Regions from separate parts of the Hordeum vulgare genome. Here region 2 is linked to region 1. Evidence: chromatin contacts called from public Hi-C data. All regions are on one chromosome and are shown on one strand. Each heading gives the region's core, a stretch centred on a gene start, on an enhancer-like site or on the middle of the called end of the contact. The rest is flanking DNA. Distances are from core to core; before and after follow the strand shown. Region 1 has its middle 85 kb from the start of LOC123430695. Region 2 holds the start of LOC123430697.

The links. Hi-C and Micro-C count contacts between places; a contact is called where the count stands out from the background.
Region 2: a Hi-C map of seedling shows a contact between it and region 1, with 4 times the contacts expected there. The contact joins the promoter of LOC123430697 here to the enhancer-like site in region 1. A contact is called at or near these places in 2 of 6 Hi-C or Micro-C datasets (leaf and seedling) and 1 of 1 datasets of contacts at active chromatin or transcription factors (embryo).

The regions. Positions count from the first base shown.
Region 1 is chr2H:597,044,040-597,046,739 of MorexV3_pseudomolecules_assembly, forward strand. No RefSeq gene overlaps it. Among protein-coding and RNA genes, the nearest start is that of LOC123430695, 85 kb to the left of the region's middle. Within about 2 kb of position 1,447, at least 3 of the 3 cell types and tissues checked have open chromatin away from gene starts, as enhancers often do. A contact at or near this core is called in leaf and seedling, where this site is marked.
Region 2 is chr2H:597,254,847-597,257,614 of MorexV3_pseudomolecules_assembly, forward strand. LOC123430697 reads right to left here and starts at 1,473. Exons shown (of 1, transcript XM_045114545.1): 1 at 270-1,473. The coding sequence starts at 893. The coding sequence ends at 420.

The DNA of each region.
Region 1 (2,700 bases), core at 197-2,696:
TGCTAACTGCAAGGCTGTGGCTGTCATCCTGTCCCTTGCAAATCAAGCCTCTCTGCACTGCACTCTGCTAGCTTTTCGATCTAATGGTTCTTGGCAAAAGCCATGGCTTTCGAGTGATCATAGACCACATCGTCGCTATCTACTTCAGCTCCCGAACTCATCGTATTCACTCTTGAGTGTGGAAGTTATGGCGCTGGCAAGGGGTGCCGATCATGAGACCTAGCAGCAATCAGTCAATCCTTTGCTAGCCTCTGGTGTGCATATATCTGGTTATCCAGACCACCATTGGGTGTTATCTGAATATAGCTCATGATTCTGACGGTGACGCGGGCATGATCTCCGCAGGCGTTGCGACACGGCTGCTAAGCCAATAGGGACACTCGGCCGGCAGAATTACCTCCAGGTTTCATCAAGCCTATGTACTGCAGTTGCATGCAGCACATCATCGGAGAAATACTCCTACCTGTAGTACTGCTGCACTGCTCCTGCCATCTTCTTCGCTTCTACGGCACTGAATCTGATGCGCGGGCAGGCAGTGCAAGCAGTACTTACTATCTGCAGACACGGCGCATTTACCTTTGTCCCGTCACGCGGTGAAAGCTAGCAGCGCACGTCTGTCTGGTGGTAACTTTTCTCATCTTTCAGCTTCAGGCCTGGCCTGCGACATTCCGTGTCCAGGTCTGTCGGGCGGGTGCGCGGTGCAGGGTCAACCTGCCGCCCCATCAGAGCTCAGATCACTGCTTGATTTACAAGGGAGAAGAGAATTGCTCAGTCAAAATCACGTCTCGATCCAGAGGTCAGCTGGAATAATAAGCTTTGCTTCTTTCATCTTCCTCTTTCCCTGTGAAACCATACGCTCAAAGCTGATAGAAGCGCAAACTATTCGAGAGGAGATGGTGACCGGACGATTTGACAGACGAAGCCCGGCCTTTTCGATCTGTACGTATCAAGAACCATTGACGAACCCCCGTCCCTCTCTCAACTTGTCCAGAGTCCAGATACCTAGAGAGCTTACGACTGTTTTACAAGTCTTCTAGAACAAGTTAAAACCATAAAAGCCAGGGTTTCATGTATATGCATGGTTTTAACTCCGGCCGTATATCTAGGGCCTTGGAACATATGGTTTTAACTTGTTGTAGACGCTTTGTACTAGGATTACATCCATGGAGTTGTGTACGCAGGCACATCACATGAGGCAGCCGGATATATAACTGATCGGCTTACATGCACGGATGATATGCATCGATGATATGATATGATATCTCCCTCTGATGTGCGAGCGATCAGGGGCCGCGACAATGATTGGCCGTGGTGGTGGGTTGTCGAGGAGGGAGGGAGGGAGGGAGGGACGGCACGCGCGAGGGCGCGGGGCCGCCGGTGGCCGGTGCGGGTTCGCGGGCCCGGCGTCACCTGCGGTCCGCTGCTCCTTTCCCTCGCTTTGGCGCGAGATCTCCCCGTCGCCGGGCGTACGGCGGGCGCGGGGGCCGGGGGAGAGAGCACCCGCCCACGTGCCGGCCCACGCCGTGTCGGGCCGAGGCCACGTGAACTCGGGGTCCCGCTGGATTTCGCGGGCGCGCGTCTCCGTCCCATCCATCCTACTCGGTTGCTCACGCGCCGCGGGTTCGCTTGGTTCCCTCGTCGCAGGTCGCTCCCGCGCGCCATGCCCCTCTTTTTCTTCACTGTGCGCGCCCATGCCCGTGGCCGTGAATGATTGGGGCGGTGGTCGAGGCCGGCCGGCTGCGTGCGAGAGGATCTCCCTCGACGGTAGACGAATTTTCGGGTCCGGAAACGGTATACAGGGCTTACATTTTCATGGAGCTGATTTCGGATATGCCAATACAAGTGTTGTGTTCAGTTCACCTCAACAACAGAACACATGTATCCTAAAAAATAAATAGAACACATGTATTGCTAGTTTGCTACTCGTCCATGCCACCGTGCATTTTCTAGCTTTGCATATTTTGTCTATATCTGCAAACCAATCTGATGATATGTGGGCCTAGTCTCTCGGAGGTGTTATCGAAAAAGAATAAAAAAACTAACAAAAAAAATGAAACTTACCATCAAAAAAGAAAATTGCCATGTTTGATAACTAAAGTTTTCACCTTTGTGTCCTAAAGTTGCCATAAAAATGTTCGGAGTTGCCATGGGGTCATGTCATACGCGTGACACTTATCAGGTCCAAAAGAAGTGTCCAGAGAGAGTAAAAGAAAACATCATCATCTACTTTTTCCTTTTTGTGCGATGGAAGGCGGCACCAGAGGTGGTTGAAAGATCACGTGAAGCGTATGCCTAACAGGGACGCATTGCGTGTTAATATATAGCCAGAGGCTAGGGTTACAAGATTCGTTGGTTAGGTATTGGATTGACCCTCAACACTACGTTTGGATTATTAGTCCCGGTTTGATTTTGATTCGGGACTAATGTGACCATTAGTCCCGGTTCCAACGGCTAGGAGCGGTCGGTGGCACGGACATCTTTAGTCCCTATTCATTTTGTACCTATAAGCCCGGTTTGTGAGACAAACCGGGACTAAAGGTGTGCTGGCAGGCGGGCGTCAGGCTGGGGGCCCCACGAGCCCATTTAGTCCCGGTTTGTATCACAAACTAGGAATAAAGGGAGTCATTTAGTCCCGGTTGGTTATACAAACCGAGACTAAAGATCTCCTTAATAAGCCCTTCGTCCAGACCGAGCCCATTT
Region 2 (2,768 bases), core at 223-2,722, 210 kb after region 1:
TGACCCATTGTTCTGATTTCTCACTGGCCCAAAAGTAGTAGGGCCACGTTTGTTGCTGACAGCCACCGCGTTCGTGTCTTCTTGCCATCTGTTAGAAATTAATTAGTAAATTAATCTAAGGAATGTGTCCAACCCAAACAGTCGTGTCTCCTCTCTCTCTATTGCCAACCGGCACGTGTGTTGAAGGAATGCCTCCGAATAGACATCTTTTTTTCGCACCTCTTCCAGATGTATATATACTTTAGAATCAATAAAAACAAGATGGATGATCGATTCACTTTCATTCAATCTCGTTTTATTCCAACACGTAATCAGCACGAGTCTCTACCAAGAGAGAAGACCACCGAGAAGACAGACGGGGACTAGAGCTGCACGCTGCGCCCGCGCGGGGCTCCGGCCGCCGCCCGGGCTGCGCCGCGTCACACGCTCCGTCCATCCGCCTTCTTGCGTGTGCCACGCTCGCACCAGGCTGTGGCGTTGATTTCTTGCATTGCTTCACCTTCATCTCCTTCATGAGGACAGTCGTCGCCGTCGCTTGTCAGTAGCCAAGCCGGCGTATGAACCGTCGCCCGCGACACACGCACACAGCGGGACACCCTCAGGGCCGCTGCTCCACGCGCGGCCATTGACGGCGTCGCGACCTCAGGCGAGTCAGGCCGACGGCACACAACCATGTCATCCAGCGCACGGCATGGCAGTGCTGCCTCGTCGGCTCCCTTCAATGATACGACGCCATTGGACTCGGCCCTCGTGCCGTTGCTCCTCATCTCCCGCAGATGAACAATGGACTCGATCCCTGGCTGGTGCACGTGCCCCCACCTCCACCGGTGCCCGGCTTCAACCCTCTGGCGGGCTACGCCCTCCGACAAGATTGCTTGGGGCCACGACTCCATTCCCGCGGCCCCGCTCCGCCCGTACAGCTCGCGCCGTTGGAACCTCTTGAGTCGGTTGCGCCCGCCTAGCTTCACGCTGGCCCGGCCGCGCCGCTTGAGGCCAACGACGACGAGAACGTCGACCCACCCTTGCGCCTCGTGGCCTCCGCCTTTGCAGCGTCGAGCAGCCGCAGCCCGTCGTCAACCAGCCGCACTGCCCGCGAGAGAACTTGAGCCTAGCAGCGCTCGGGCTCGCAAGCAGCCTCTCCATGGCGACGTGCCTGGCATCCGCCTTCACGGCGACTCGTCCGACGAATAATAGCGCGGCTGGAGTTCTTTCCGTCGTCCGTGTGCGGGCGACCGACCGTAGGTGCCTCCGAGGAAGAGCGCGGCTGGAGTCCATCCGGTCTTGGTCATGTGGATTGGGGATCAAATCTACTCTTGTGTGGATATCCCTGGCTGCTCTTCCTTATCCATTCGAGTGACCACGCTACACCTGGCTGGGCTACTCTAGCCTATTTGCATGCGGTTGAGCCACCAGATGTTTATGCTAATTTGCATTATTTACTTAATTGCTTGTATTTTAAGCTTTTCAGTAGATTAGTGCTTCAACAACTATTGCTATTTATTAGCATTTCTCATGTTTAGGCAAAATCTGCATTTAAATCATTTTCTATTAAATTTTAAAATTCCAGAAATACATGGTTGTTAATGCGTGACATATTCTTTACCGATACAAAGACATTATTTTGCAATTGAGATTAAATTTTCTCACACAACAATATTGATTTACTATTGAGAATTATTATTTTCTTGCAAAATAATTTCATCGCGATTGGGATTAGTTTTTCCTTGCAAAATATTAATTCACTTTGCTGAATTATCTTGCAACTTGATATAAGATCATCTCATTTAATTTGAGGTCTATACAATTCAAGTTTTTCACTTGAACATCAAGTTTGCAACATCATTACTATTCATTACAATAGTAATATATTTCTGTTGAGTACGATCTATTCCGAAATGTATGTATCTCCATGATCGTTACGTATCGAGATTAATACATTTATTTGCAATTGAGATTTTCAATTTCTTGCAAATATTGATGCAAAATTCAAAGTGAATTCTTCAAATTGATGTTTTGGGATCACAAGGTAGTGTGTAGATCTACTGCTTTGCAAATTATCACCACTATTGACAAAGTGTTCTCCCACACATTTTACTAAGTCATGACATAAGGCACTACGAGTAAGTCTACTCACTTCATCAGATTATACTCCCTAGTGCCGCGAGATCTACTCCATTTTGGAGATAATCTTCAAGGTGTCATATTTAGCAATTTGAGATTCACATTAATGGTTTCAAGATAACTTCTTGAAATACCCATTAATTTTACAAATTCATTACAACATCAACCATGATGGTCTTAAATTTACTGTAGGTAAATTAATTATTTCTGGTTTATCCATAGAGGTAACATATGGCTATAAGGCGTCAGCCGTACTACTATTTGCTCCTCCGAAGCATTTATTGTTGTTGTTCACTAAAGTATTTTACTTTCATAGTAAATATTGTTCTTGCACACTTTGCTTGAATATGTAATAGCAAACTACGAAAATATTTGCATATACGTATGATAACCTTCTATTACATTGGTAAAACACATGGCAATGATTGAGTGTCTCAACACTTTCGCAAGGTCCACACCACATCGTGGTTATAGTTTCATAGTGACGAACCAATGTTAAGCATGCAAGTCTGTACGTTTTCGCAGTGACTCTAAAGTCACACGCTTCCTCAAGAATGAAGTCCAAAACATTAGCAATAATTTCATCACATGTGTTGTACTGAAGGATACACCGAGGTTCACCAAGGATCACCTTGACCATGATTGTT